5 separate regions of the Mus musculus genome follow, and all the other regions are linked to region 4. The links are chromatin contacts, called in public promoter capture Hi-C maps. All regions are on one chromosome and are shown on one strand. Each heading gives the region's core, a stretch centred on a gene start, on an enhancer-like site or on the middle of the called end of the contact. The rest is flanking DNA. Distances are from core to core; before and after follow the strand shown.

The links. Promoter capture Hi-C pulls out the DNA fragments that hold promoters and counts their contacts.
Region 1: a contact with region 4 is called in a promoter capture Hi-C map of pre-B cells, with 3 times the contacts expected there. The contact joins the promoter of Abca3 here to the promoter of Luc7l in region 4. A contact is called at or near these places in 1 of 39 promoter capture datasets (pre-B cells) and 1 of 115 datasets of contacts at active chromatin or transcription factors (pancreatic cancer cells).
Region 2: a promoter capture Hi-C map of liver shows a contact between it and region 4, with 3 times the contacts expected there. The contact joins the promoter of Tmem204 here to the promoter of Luc7l in region 4. A contact is called at or near these places in 2 of 39 promoter capture datasets (both in liver).
Region 3: a promoter capture Hi-C map of the C10 cell line shows a contact between it and region 4, with 4 times the contacts expected there. The contact joins the promoter of Ppard here to the promoter of Luc7l in region 4. A contact is called at or near these places in 3 of 39 promoter capture datasets (the C10 cell line, liver and pre-B cells).
Region 5: a promoter capture Hi-C map of pre-B cells shows a contact between it and region 4, with 2.7 times the contacts expected there. The contact joins the promoter of Ilrun here to the promoter of Luc7l in region 4. A contact is called at or near these places in 1 of 39 promoter capture datasets (pre-B cells) and 2 of 484 Hi-C or Micro-C datasets (B cells and CD4 T cells).

Annotation. Positions count from the first base shown.
Region 1 is chr17:24,350,586-24,353,285 of GRCm38.p6, reverse strand. It overlaps Abca3 (ATP-binding cassette, sub-family A (ABC1), member 3), which reads right to left and starts at 1,263. Exons shown (of 33, transcript NM_013855.3): 1 at 1,035-1,263. Abca17 (ATP-binding cassette, sub-family A (ABC1), member 17) reads left to right here and starts at 2,227. Exons shown (of 31, transcript NM_001031621.3): 1 at 2,227-2,318.
Region 2 is chr17:25,079,690-25,082,389 of GRCm38.p6, reverse strand. It overlaps Tmem204 (transmembrane protein 204), which reads left to right and starts at 1,276. Exons shown (of 3, transcript NM_001001183.1): 1 at 1,276-2,126. The coding sequence starts at 1,847. The region is part of intron 18 of Ift140 (intraflagellar transport 140); the gene reads right to left.
Region 3 is chr17:28,231,497-28,234,196 of GRCm38.p6, reverse strand. Ppard (peroxisome proliferator activator receptor delta) reads right to left here and starts at 1,443. Exons shown (of 8, transcript NM_011145.3): 1 at 1,333-1,443.
Region 4 is chr17:26,251,526-26,254,225 of GRCm38.p6, reverse strand. Luc7l (Luc7-like) reads right to left here and starts at 1,316. Exons shown (of 10, transcript NM_028190.3): 1 at 1,135-1,316. The coding sequence starts at 1,195.
Region 5 is chr17:27,819,220-27,821,919 of GRCm38.p6, reverse strand. It overlaps Ilrun (inflammation and lipid regulator with UBA-like and NBR1-like domains), which reads left to right and starts at 1,378. Exons shown (of 5, transcript NM_001033279.3): 1 at 1,378-1,743. The coding sequence starts at 1,586.

The DNA.
Region 1 (2,700 bases), core at 14-2,513, 1.9 Mb after region 4:
TGACACTCATTTTTTTAAAAATCAACTTTTCCTCTCCCCACCCTGTCTCTTACTTCCCACGAGGCAAGCTTTCTAAAATGGTTTCAGTCTTTTCAAGCTTACAAATGGCAACACCAAACAAAACTCTCTGGATGAAATAAGGCTGCTTAGGAGACAGGGGCAGAATTCAGTTCCTTAAGCCTTGCCTGGGTCTCCACATTGTTACTACAAAGCCCCAGTCACTCATTGGGAGAGCATTTCCTGAGTGCTCCTCACGTTACAAACACCAAGTCCCTATTTATGATACAAGAACCGTTCAGGCCTGGAGGCAAAGGGACAGACAGAAATACCTTTTAAGACAAAGCCCAAATGGGCCACACACAGGGAAAGCTCAAGCGTGCAGTACCAGGGACCTGACCCCCAGGCTGGAGCCCTGACCCCCAGGAACTAGTCGAAGTTCGGGGTCGGTCATTCTGAGCACCAACACCAAACACCGAGACACTTGACCAGAGCACAGTTGCTGTAGTTGCTGTGGTTCCCCCTTCCGAGTTCTGTATTGCACATTGAGGGCTTCGCCAACTTCAACCCCTATCAAAGCATCCCTTGAACCCTACGTTAAAGTTCATGAAAACGAAGATGCTGAAGCTTGAAGAACTGGGAGGAATTCCATCCAGGACCAGCACTGGCCGGTTGAGCCTGGAGCATTCCGCCGGCCTGCTGTGTCGCAGCCCGCAAAGCGCCTGAGGGCGGCGGCTGTCTGTCCACCTGCCAGGCCCGCACAATAGACCCCGTAACGACCCAGCGGTCTGTGCGGGTTCCTGCGAGCCCCGCGACCCCGCTATAGCGGGGACACACCCAGCATGAGGACGCCAAGACAGCTACACCTGCAGCAATACGAAGGGTCAGTCCGCGAGCCCGCAGGTCCCGGCGATAGGCAGGGGCTCGGAGGCCCCAGGTTGGGGCGCTGCCCGCTGGCAGAGTGGAGACCCGGGCAAGGACGGGAAATCTCAGAGCCCCGAGCTAGCGCGCGAGTGACAAGTCCTAGTGACACTCACCGACCCTCAGCGCCAGGGTGGCGGCGGTCTGCGCAGCTCTCTCGCCAGGTTCCCTCCCTTAGACTCCCGGTCCTGCTCCAGCCTTGCTGGGGCGGTTGCGGCCGAAGCTGACAACTGAGGCGGCGGGGCAGAGAGGAGGCGCCTGCGACAGGCGCGGGTGGAAGAACGCACCAGGAAGCTCCGGCTCCTGGAGGGGGTGGGGGGGCGCGTCGGAGCGCGCGTGCGCACTGGGCCGCCCCTGCAGGTGCCCCGGGTTTGCCCCCGGCCGGCTCAGCCTCGCCTAAGCTCTGGATTCAGCGTCTGCGCAGTGCCTGGCACATGTTGCCCAGCTCCGACAGAGGGCGCTCTGCGTAGCGCGTGCACCCCTCCCAGTTCAACATTCCGGATCGTGCGTCTGCGCAGTACTCCACGCAGGTCTCACCTCCAGTGGGCAAGCGCTTGTAGGGTGGGGTGAGCGTGCGTGATGGGTTGCCCCTGCGGGTTTTCTCCGCATCCGCCACTGATCGTGCAGCACGCCCTTGCTCGCGTCCAGCAAACAGTAGGCGTTAGTTTGGGGCTCTGAGCCCCGGGGTCGCTGGCCTGAAGCTCATCTCTGGACAAATGTGTTTCAAAGCAGTTGAGGCTGTAACATCAAGAATCTCACTTTCGCAGCGGGATTCAAGTTCCTCTTTCTCTTCAGGGCTCTCTCCCCATCTCACTCTTGTCACCAAGAGAAAGTGCTACTTTCTGCTCTCAGCAGGAGGAACCCAAGCCCTAGTGAGGTTAGGTCTAGGAACCTTTCAGAGGCGACAGCCCACAGCTAGGAAAGGGAAAGTCACGGTCCAGCCCAGCAGCACCACTAGGAGAATACAGTCAGGGTGGGAGGGGGTTCTCAGGGATCTGGGTCTCCTCAGGCAGAAGGCAGGGCGTCGGGGTCTCTTGGGCGGTAGAGTTTCCTCGGACAGGAGATTGGGGCGTTAGGATTTCTTCAGGCAGTAGACAGGCATGGAGGTGGGAGGGGGTTGTGGTTCCTTCAGACAGTAGGATGCGAACATCTGTGTGCCCTCGGCCCAGGCAGGAGGGAATGGCATTGGAATCACAGGTTGCTGCAGCTTGGGCATCCGCGCGGCTGGCCCGGGAGAAGCGGGGTTGAGCGTGGGCGTGGCCGTGTCGCGGGGCCAACAGTCGTCGAGGGCGATCCAGCGGGTCCTTCAGTGCCCGTGGCCACGGACAGGGTGCCTGCGGTGAGTGAGGCGCAGCCCTCCCCGGATTCCGGGCTGCGGACCAGACCTGCCTAGCCTTAAGGTAACCCTGGGATCGTGACTTCCGAATCAATGCCAGTTACACTGTGGTCATAACCTCTCGCTCTCTAGGGTCCTGTATGGCTAACCAGAAGATGGACTCCCTAAGAAAAGAGCCCTTGCCTGGTACATGGTCAGTTCCCTGGGGTCCTAGAACACCTTGTCCAGAAATGCTCTAGTCAAGTTTGCCGAATAAAGGGAGTCTCAAAGACCTGGCTTCAGGTCTTGAGTCCTTCACTAGTGTATTCAAGTCATTGTATTTTCCAGAATCTTAATTTCTCATTCCTAAAATTGAAATGGTAGTAATAGCGTATTCAAAGGTTGCGGTTCCCCCACAACCACCACTTTTTTTCCAAAGTGAAATGAGAAAAGTGCATGCTTAAGGG
Region 2 (2,700 bases), core at 27-2,526, 1.2 Mb after region 4:
TTAAGGAGTGCCAGGAGCCTGACTATATATGGGAACGTGTGATTGAAGGCAGCCACACTAGGAAGTAGGGGGTGGCCCAGCATGTCAGTTCATGAAGACAGGAAAGGTCGGTTCCGGCCTGTCCCGGCCAGTGCACTAGTCAGCACCAGGCTGTCCCAATCCTGCCCGGTGCGGTGCGGTGCAGTACGTGTGTTTGAGATGGTTCAGCCCACAGCTCCTGCGTTCTTGTGTTCATTTATGCAGCTCTGGAACCCTGGTGGGAGGCTCTGGAGGCGGGACACAGTCTCAGACCTGGTGGCTTTTATTTACCAGAGCTGAAGCGCTATGAGGAAGGAGAGCAAATGTACAGTCGCTCTGTCCAGCCTCAGGGGAGCGAGCACTTTGCTAGTAAGCAAACTTGGCTGCTCAGAAGTCACATCAGCTATCCAGCCTGCTTGGTGGCACAACCCCTTACAGAATCCCACCTTTTCTTGCCAGCCCAAGAACAACCCCTTGCAGAGGTTCCTCAAGGTTCCCCTTCCTTGTAAGGTCTGAGTACACTTGCTCCCTTGAGGTGAATGGATCTCTGTCAGCAGATGGTGGCCTGCCTCAGGTGCCTCTACACCTTACTCTGTCCTGCCATTAGTTCCACATGTTGTGGTGACCCCCAACCATAAAATTAGTTTGTTGCTATTTCACAACTGTAATTTTGCTATTGTTATGAATTCTAATGCAAATATCTGTGTTTTCTGATGGTCTCAGGTGACCCGTGTAAAAGGGTCATTTGACCCCCAAAGAGGTCATGACCTACAGACTGAGAACCACTGCTTTAGACATTGGGGATTCACAGCACCTATCATGCCTTAGGCAATGGATGGATGGATGGATGGATGGATGGATGGACACCTAGTCCCTGAGGATTCTGCCTGCCCGTGCTGTCTGCAGCATCCCCTGGTCCGGGACCTAGCACAGCTGGCTAGGTTTGACGGCAACAGGTAAGAAGATGAGTGTCCTGGCTGGCATCCCTGACTATTCCTATGGGACAGGAAGATGGGGAGGGGCAGCCAGTGGTGGGCTGGAGCAGGCCTCTGAAGTCTCCCCAGGCCTTTCCCATCAGGAAGCACATCCTGTTAGTGTCTGGCTCTGTGGCAGGGCTGCTATTTGTTGCAGTTGGCTACGCCCTCCTGCTCACCAAAAACAGCCTCAAAAACAACCATTTCCTCTCTGCTGAGAGACAGGGAAACGGGAGCTCACACACATACGCGCATACACATGCTTCCTTGTGGCAGGCGTTCTGCTTTTCAGGACCTGCCATTTGTGGCAGAGATACCAAGACGGGATACATAGCAGAGAGGTGGCCAAACCCACACTGCGTCCACAACCCTGTTCCTCCATCAGACTGGCTCCCACAGCCCGTTCTGAGGCGCGTAACCTGGCTGATTCCCACGCTGTGCCTGCCTCCCGAGTTGCTGTCCATTTTCCACTGCTGTAGGCAAGAGGCACTGTGGACACAGCCTCCCTGGCCTCTGTTCCAAAGAAGACGACCCACTTACAACTCTGGATTCTCGCTGGTGCAGCCAGTGCCCCAGATTTCTCCCTGGAATGGGTCTTGGGGAGACCAGCTTCAGCACAGGCTTGTCCCTGCTCCAGGCTCAAGAGGCAGGCTAAGACAGGGCTGTGAGTAGCTCTCTTGGACCCGTCCCATGGGCGACATCCTCCTGTGCCGGGCTGGAGCTGCCGCATAGCTTCCCAAGGATGAGTGCTGATGTCCTCTAGCCACCCCTAGCAGCATCTTGGCTTTCTCTGGATGCACAGCGGCTGACTGGGACTTGGAACTCTCCGAGATAGACAGTCCTGGAAGTCAGAGATGACTCTCCAGAAGCTTGTGGCCACCGCTGTGCTGGTGGCCCTGGTCTCCCTCATCCTCAACAACGCAGCAGCCTTCACCCCCAATTGGGTGTACCAGACGCTGGAGGACGGACGCAAGCGGAGTGTGGGGCTGTGGAAGTCTTGCTGGCTGGTGGACAGGGGTAAGGGAGTCACAAGCCCTGGGACTCGAACTGGGCAGGTGGACACCCATGACTGTGAGGTTCTAGGATGGGGCTCGGAATCAGCAGGTTTCCAGGAGTCCCGAGGCACCGTCAAACGTAAGTCTTGTTATTTTTCTGTCACCTTCCAGTGGTTAGGTGAGGGGAGGTTGTGTCCGTCCATGCTGAGGGTGGCAGCAGGGAACCTGCACCTCCTGCCCACCCTGACAAGCAACGCTACAGAGCTCCACTGTTCAGCTTAGACTCTGTCTGTGGCTTCCTTCACAAGAAGTCACTCCCGTGGCTGGAGGCTCCTTCTCTGCCATTACATGTGGCTGAAGGATGAAAGATGGGTATCCTAATCAAAGCAAGTCATTTTTCCTTGGTTAGAAAGAAATATTACTTAATAAGGAAAACAAGAAGTGTGAGAACATGTGGCTGAGTTCTGTCTTAACGGCTGAGGTGGTCAGGGCCTTTCGGACAGTGCAGGAGACTCTGGCTGGGATGTCCGGGAGACCAGAGGAGGCACAGAGCAGCAAAGGGCAGAGTGTTACCTCCCTGACGCCCATGGTGGCCTTTTCCTTTCCCAGCTCTCTTGTTCTGGGGTCTATGCACTACCCTGGGAGTTGGAAACGTCTCTTTAAATAGCATGCACTGTTTGAGAGTACGAGAATAAAGGGCCTCATAAATATGA
Region 3 (2,700 bases), core at 194-2,693, 2.0 Mb before region 4:
ACCACAATATCGAATGAGAGAGCCACCTCCCAACTCCAGTAAGCTGTGCTCTGACCTACACCCCACCCCACATCCACACCCCACAGAAATAAATAAATGTAACTTGTAAGCAAACATTCTAGAGCCAGTACAGGGAGGAAAAACCAAGTTTAAAACCAAGGGCAGGGCTGGTGAGATGGCTCAGTGGGTAAGAGGTACCCGACTGCTCTTCCAAAGGTCCGGAGTTCAAATCCCAGCAACCACATGGTGGCTCACAACCATCCGTAACGAGATCTGACACCCTCTTCTGGTGTGTCTGAAGACAGCTACAGTGTACTTACATATAATAAATAAATCTTTAAAAAAAAAAAAAAAAAAAACCAAGGGCATAGCTTCTGCTCTTAGCTGTATGGAAAAGGGCAGTGCGTGGAAGGCACCGTATCATGGTTTAAATACATTCCATAATATCCCAAATGAGTCCTGTTTCCTGAAAGGGTGAAAAGAGTTATATGAAGCCTCTGGCTACCCCTGGCACACACCCAACTCAGAGCCGTCTCCCCCAAGGGTTCCTGGAAGTCAACAGACTCATAAAGGGGAAGTATTATAAAGCTGAGATTACGAGGGCCTACCAACTGGCCATCCCTCCCAATACAACACCCAGTGAAACCTGTGACCCGAACAAATCTGGTCAAGCTGGCGCTCAACACCCCACTCCCAGCTCAACTGAAGGTGAAACGGAAGCCTATCGTGCACCTCTGGGTTCTCCTCAAGCAGAGGCATAAAAAAAAAAAAAAAAAAAACTAGAAGCGAGGCAGTCGGGTGACAGGAGGTGAAAAGGACAGGAGATGAGAGCTGAGCCTAAGTGGGGCCTCTGCCGGTAGCCAGGATAGAAGGGGCTCGGATAAACCGGACTGGCTCACAACATCCTAAAGAAGATGGGGAGGGATAGGGCAACCCGAAAACGGGTCAGAGAGGAGGAGAGCACTGACCGACAGGGCAAGGATGGAAGGCTATCGAGGGAGGCAGGAAGGATCTCCAAGGAGGGCCTGGGTAGCGGGACAGCAAGGGAGGCGCTCAGAAAGGGGGTCAGAAGGGAGGTGACATGGGGTTCTTTGGAATTGAGAGGAGATGAAGCCACGGGGCTTTAGAGGGATCAGGGTGGGTGGGAGGAGGGAGGGAGGCCGGCTCCGAGCAACCACAGGGGTCCCTGCGGTGGAGACCCCAGCGGTGGCTCCTCAGCGCGCAAGCCGAGCATAGACGAGCCGCAGAGGCGCGGAAAGCGGCTCTCGGAGCCCCTGACCCCACCATCCACCTCAGCCCGGGCCGCGCTGGCCTCTCCCGATCCGCACGGACCTGTCCCGGCCGCCTCTCGCGCCGCTGCCGCCGTCCCGCAGGCTCCGCAGAATCCCCCAGCTCCTGCCAAAACTTTTCCCATTAATCCCCAGGTCCGCCGCGGCCTGCGGCGTCACACGCTCCCAGCCCCGGCGCCGCCCCCAGCCCCGTGATGTCACCGCGCCGCTGGCTCCCTCCCCCACAACTAAGCACTCGCCCCCGCCCCCTTCCGCCATAGCAGTAGCCAATCGCCGCGCCGCCTGGAGCCACTCCTTTGACAGCCATCGCTCCGCCCACTGCACAGCTGCCCTGGCGCGTCTGCAGCGCCCTCTGCAGTCAGACGTGGGAGCAGCAGCTGAGGAAAGCGCTGGGGAGAAGTTAGGGCTGGTCAAAGCAAGCCTCACGAAACGATATTTAAAGCTTTAAAGCGCGGAAAGAAGGTGGAGGTCATCTAATACAACCTCCTCACTCTTCCTGAGAAGAAACTAGGCATAGACTTGTGTGGTTTGAAGCAAGAAGCAAAGCTAAGGGCGGTGGGGGAAGGAATAGAGGCAAACTGTAATTTTCAGAGGCGCTTGGGAGAGGCATATGGTGGGAGACTTGGGAATGAAAATACAGACGCATACGTTTTACAAAATATCTATTTTTATATGTCAGAGTGTTTTGTCTGCATGTCTGTCTCTGCACCATGTGCGTTCAGTGCCTGCAGAGTCTGGAAGAAGGCGTTGGATCCCCTGGAAGTGGAGTTACAATGGAGAACTTCCATGTAGATGCTGGGAAGCGAGCCTCTTCAAGAGTAGCAAGCGCGATCTTCACCACTGAAGCATCTCTTCAGCACCCCCAATTTTTTAACTGGTGGCTAGTTCAATGGCTCAACGGGTCATCGCTTTGTCTCCAAGCCTGAAGACTTGAGTTCAGTCCCTGGGACTGCCTCCTGAAGGTTATCTTCCAATCTCTACACACCGCATGTGCACTTTCATATACACCCACACAAGAAAAAAGAAAGATCTGGAAGGCATGATGGCACTCTAACTCCAGCACTCAGGAGGTAGAGGACCCGTTTGAGGTCATTTTTAGCAATGGAGAAAGTTTTGGGCCAGCCTGTGCTTATAGGCCTTGTGAAGCCAAATAGAAAACAAATTTTAAAAGAACTTTTCTCCCACTTGAGATTTCTGTCGCTGGATGTCAGGGACCAGACAAGACAAGAACTCTGTACCTGGGCTTGCCTGTCACCCCAACTCATCATATACCACAGAGAGTATGTAGCCAGAAGGCAATCTGTCACTGGCTGGTTTCATCATCCTAGAATGAACAAAACTTGGCTGGCAGGAAAGTCAGCAGGCACCTCCCTCCTCCACACCGCCATTAAAGGTCACCTCTGCCCGGTCT
Region 4 (2,700 bases), core at 67-2,566:
CAGGACACAGTGCTGTGTAATAGTCAGGGAGAATATACTTCAGGATTGGCAAGCATCCAGGATTAATGTCGTGTCTTTTTACTGAAAATGTTTTCTTTCTAAACTACACTTTTAAAGTTACTTGTGGGAAAAAAGCAAACACTTTTTTGTTATAACAGCTTAGAAATTGGTTGTGACTCACGGCTCGATGAACATGAGGCTTTTCTGCAACTCCCTTGCAGATTGATGTAGGCAGGCAAAGATACACTGAACCTTTATAAATAAAATAGAGGGGCCACAATTGTTCAGTTTGTATGAAATAAAAATATGGGAAGCAATTCAAAAGCAACTCAACATACAAAGAAAGCTAAAAGCACGTATTGACCTATGAAATGGTGCAAAGAATCTGCACAGCCCTGTGAAATGTGCCAGTGTGAAATTACAACTTTATTACTTTAGTAAAAATGAAAACACAAACCACAGCAGGGATCTAGCTTTGCTAGGATGCAACTGCTTTTTCCTGAGACACCACCATGATCTTGCACGCCTCCTTACTGAACCAACTACCTAATGAATGCCGAGAGGTGACTAAACCGAGGCTAATCTGTGAGGCAGGGGAATGAAGGGAGGGAAGACTAGAAAAGTACGCGGAGGGAACCCACGTTAGAAATGCTCATTTGCGGCTCCCCGTGTAACCGTATGGAGCAAGAACGCCCGGGTTTTCGAAACCCGTCCAGCTCCTTCGGGGATCGCCTCTCCTCCGAAGAGTATCAGAGAAATTCCGCCACCCGGCAGCCAGCACCCCGGAGCCCGCGCTGGTTCCAGCCCTTCGCCGACGCTCCAGTTTGCCCGGCGGCGCCGAGCCGCCGTGCCGACCAAGAGGAACTCGCATGACGGAAAACGAGAAGGGGACAGAGCCCCACCGTCGGATCGGACTCTCAGGAAGGAGGCAGCCCGGACCAGTAGAACGCGGCGGCTGCGAGAGACTCGCAGGCCAAGCAGATCAGACAAAGGCCCCGAGCCTGGGGTCAGCAAGCAGGGGAGAAAAATGGCGCCCCGCGCAGACGCACGCTGTCACGGCCCTCACCTCAGGCTTCCAGGCGGCCTCGCCTTGCTCCCACCCCGCCCAGAGCCTGGGCCACCGCTCAGACTCACCGTCCCGAGCCGTGCCCATGAGCTGGTCCAACAGGGCCCGCATCTGCGCCTGGGCGGACATGGTGGCCAGTGGGGACGGCCGAGAAGCTCCGCACAACTCGACCAGAGAAGCCGCAAACAGCGACGAGGAAAGACGCTCCTATCAGCCTGAAGCCCGCACGGCGCTTTCCGGCCGCGGGGAATGCTGGGAGGAAGTTCTTTGGCGTTGATGCAAGGCCTGTCGGGAAGTGTACAGGAGTCGCTGAGTGGAACGGTCGCAAATCGTTCTAAAGACTAGATCAACTAAGCTTGATTTTGGCCGGTCGTGGTATGCCTGTAATCCCCAGGATCAGGCTTGAGTAGTTCAAGGCCAGCGTCCTGGGTGTCAGGCTACCCTGTGGAAGCGTGGTCTTTGTGAGACTAAGATCCTACCTCCTGTTTTTTTTTTTTAAAAAAAAAAAAAAAAAGGGCTGGAGAGACGGCTCAGCGGTTAAAGGCACAAACTGCTCTTCCAGAGGTCCTGAGTTCAGTTCCCACCACCATCTGTAATGGGGTCTGATAACCACTTCAGCTGTGTCTGAAGATAGCTACAGTGTACTCATATAAATAAAATAAATAGATCTTTATTTTAAAAAAAGACTAGATTAAAAACTCCACCACTAATTTTTATCCTGGTTCCTGAAACATCAAATTCTCTGCTCTAATGAGACTTTAGTCAAACAAATAAATTAAACTTGAGGCAAAGGCCTTTAATCCCAGCGCTGGGGAAGGCAGAGGCAGGCACATCTCTGAGTTAGAGACTAGCCTGATGGTACAGAGCAAGCTGCAGGATTGCCAGAGTTACACAGGGAAAAGCTGTCTCAAAAAACAAAACAAGGGGGCTGGCGAGATGGCTCAGTGGTTAAGAGCGCCTACTGCTCTTCCAAAGGTCCAGATTAACGAAATCTGATGCCCTCTTCTGGAGTGTCTGAAGACAGCTACAGGGTACTTACATATAATAATAAATCTTTAAAAAAAAAAAAACCTAATGATAAGTGAATTTCTAGGTTATATCTCAGTTCTTTTTGTTTGTGTAATATAGTCTCATGTTGTCCATGCTGACCTTGAACTTATTATGAAACCAAAGATGACTTGCATTCCTGACCCTCCCACTTTCCCTTCCTTACCAAGTGCTGCAATTACAAAAATGTGCAAATGTGCTTGCCTCCATTTCTTCTGTTGGAGACAGAGTCATACACACACACACACAGAGGCCAGGTTGGACTTGAACTTGCTATCCCTCTGCTGCTCAGCCTCCAGACCATTGAGATTATCAGCACATGCCATTACACTTGGTCCATTTCTTCATTTACTCTCTATAAAACTATATTGCTTATTTCAGTGAAAGTTGAAATGCTAAGTCATATTAATTACATGCTTATTTATTTATTTATTTTGTTACTCCCCCCCCACCCGCGCTCGACTTCTTCCTCTTGCTCCAGCCCCTAGGTTCTTTATTATTTGTTTTCATTGTGGATGATTGTGAGCCACCATGTGGTTGCTGGGATTTAAACTCATGACCTCCAGAAGATCAGTCAGTGCTCTTAA
Region 5 (2,700 bases), core at 129-2,628, 1.6 Mb before region 4:
TGTTCATGAGATAGACACAATTCAAACACATCCGTAAACATATTTTGTCAATCTTTAATCAGGTTGAACTGTTGAGCAAACTATCAGCAATAACTGCATTTGCTCAAGGTTCTGCTCTGAAATTTGGATATGATAACAATCACCAGGCGATTTTGAGCCTCCTCCCAGGCCCACTGACTTCAGTTGAGTCTCTTTTCAGAAGTAGTTGTGACAGTAGTTATCCCAGCAAGTAGGGGTAGGAGGATGAGATCAAAGGCAACTCCAGGAAGAAAGCCCGCCTCTGCCTCTTGAGTGCTGGGGTGGTTTATTTTTTAAAGGCAGGGTCTAGAGTATCTCTGGCTGGCATCAAACACACAGAAATTTGCCTGCCTCCCCAGTGCCGCCACCCTTGGCTGTCAGCCAGGCCTTATATGCAAGAGCGAAGTATCTCTGCTCTCAGGAACCCAGGTCTTCATACCTTCGGGGAAACAGCTTAAGCCAAGTCCCCAGTTGCCCAGTTTCTTACCCACCCCCATCCCTGTACCTAGTCATATCTAACAGGTGACACTGAGAAAATACTTGGTGACAGAACGGGCAGATGAGTCTCTCCACAGCTGAGCTTCTTAATCCTTCAGCTTCAAATGGAGCCTCACATTAGTAGATACACTGGATACTGTCTACAGTCATTTTTTTGGTCGTGGATTTTAGAGACAGAACAAGATTTGCTAAATTCTAGGGTATTGACCTTTCTTTGCAGAGGATCGGTTCCTCTGACCTGTAACTGGTGCTTGCATTAGGCTGCCTTTATTTTCTGGAAACGTAATGCTAAGGTTGCATAGTAACATAGGCAGTCATGAGAAACTCAGGTCAGAATCCAGAGACTAAGCGTGCACCGCCGCGACCTTGGGAAAATGTCTGTTTGAATACTAAGTCCCCTGAGAGCGGAGCAGCAAGAGTCCGCTCTGTGCTGCCCTTTGCCCTTTGCCCCAGTCCCAGCCTCTGTTCCTGTGGCGACTTCGGGTTCCCAGCCTGAGCATGGGTGGGGTCGCTCGTCTCCGAAGCACCTCTCAGACTCGTGACTCCTCCCACGCAGTGTGGGGACTCAGGCGAGGACAGAGACCCGCCCAGTATCCGCTCTTTCCGGCTTCCCGTTTCCTGCCCCCTCCGCTCTGTCGCGGTGAGGTCACGCGAGAGACGTCACCGAGTTATGACGTCACTGAAGGCGGGCTTTCGGGAGAGGAAGGGGCGGGGTCCGAGCGGCCCCGCGCGTGCGCGTTGGGCGCGGCCCGGGAGGAGGCGGAGGCGGCGGTGCTGCGAACCGCGGCGGCAGCAGCGGCGGCGGCGGAGGCGGGCGCTGGGGGGGGTGGGAGGGGGGGGAGCGCGAGCCCCAGAGCCAGCGAGAGAGGAGCGAGCGGTGCGGTGCGGCGCGGCTCGGCGCGGCGCGCGCAGCCCATGAGGCGGTGAGAGGCCTGGGGCCTGTCTCGGAGCAGTGCGCGCGGCGCCGGCCAGCAGCGGGCCGCCCTTCGTGGGCTCGGGCCCGGGCGCGGCGGCCGCCCGTGGAGAAGCAGGTCGGGGCGGTGGAAGCTGTGCGTCCGGGCCCCCCGCCATGGAGGGCATGGACGTGGACTTGGATCCGGAGCTCATGCAGAAGTTCAGCTGCCTGGGCACCACAGACAAGGACGTGCTCATCTCCGAGTTCCAGCGGCTACTCGGCTTCCAGCTCAACCCGGCCGGCTGCGCCTTCTTCCTGGACATGACCAACTGGTGAGTCCGCCCCACGCGGAGCCAATCCTGCTGGCAGCGGCCTCGCGGCCCCGAGGGCAAAAACACCGGAGCCCGCTCGTGGAGTACTCCCGGGCAGGGCAGGGCCCAGGCCGGGAGGTGGCAGGGAGTCAGAGCCCGAAGAACATGGGAAGAGGGGAGAAGTGGTGAGGTGGAAGCCAGGGGAGTCGATCTGGGGCGAAAAGCGTGTGTTCTGGGAGTAGAAAGCACAGGAAACGAGAGTTGCGAAGTGTTTTCCTTTTAAATAGGTGCGAAGTGTAGGAGCTGAGGATGACAGAACGGTGTGGAAACTCGAGGGAGTGTGTTAGGTGCTGAGGTCGAACTCTGGGCGCGGGAGAGGTCTCGGAGCTGAGAATAGATCTTGTGTCTCTTTGAGGAGATAAGGGCGAAAACGACTTTTGCGGCGGAGGGAACACAAATTATAATCAACTGAGTATGGTGAGAAAGGAAGAGTTGTGCCAGGGAGAAGTGACATCTAATGGAGGCGCCGGAGCGCCAGGCCTGCGACGAGGACTGGGAAAAGTCTTCAGAAAGTGGAGGGAAGCTGATCTTGGAGGCAGGAACTTTGTGAAGACACTGGCGTGCTGGGCAGAGGCTTGGCCTTGGGAACTTTGACGAGCTTACTGATTGGATGGGCTTAGTTGACAGAAAACTGAGAAATGTATAGGTTGGGGGCCAGGGGTTCTGGCTTGTAGTTGGGTTGTACAGGCTGAAGTGGAGCTGTCTCCAGGCACCGACGTGTGTCTTGGTTCTTAGAGCAGCACTTGCTGTTTTTGATAAGCAAGAATACTTTCTCTTGGTCTCCAAGTAGGGATTGTTAAGTTCACTCGGGAATTTAACCATTAGACTGGAGACCATTAGACGGCCTTTGAAAGGCTCTCAGGTGAAGCAACTAATCGGGATTTGAGCAAAAAGCAAGGGGGTGCATGCCCTTTGCCC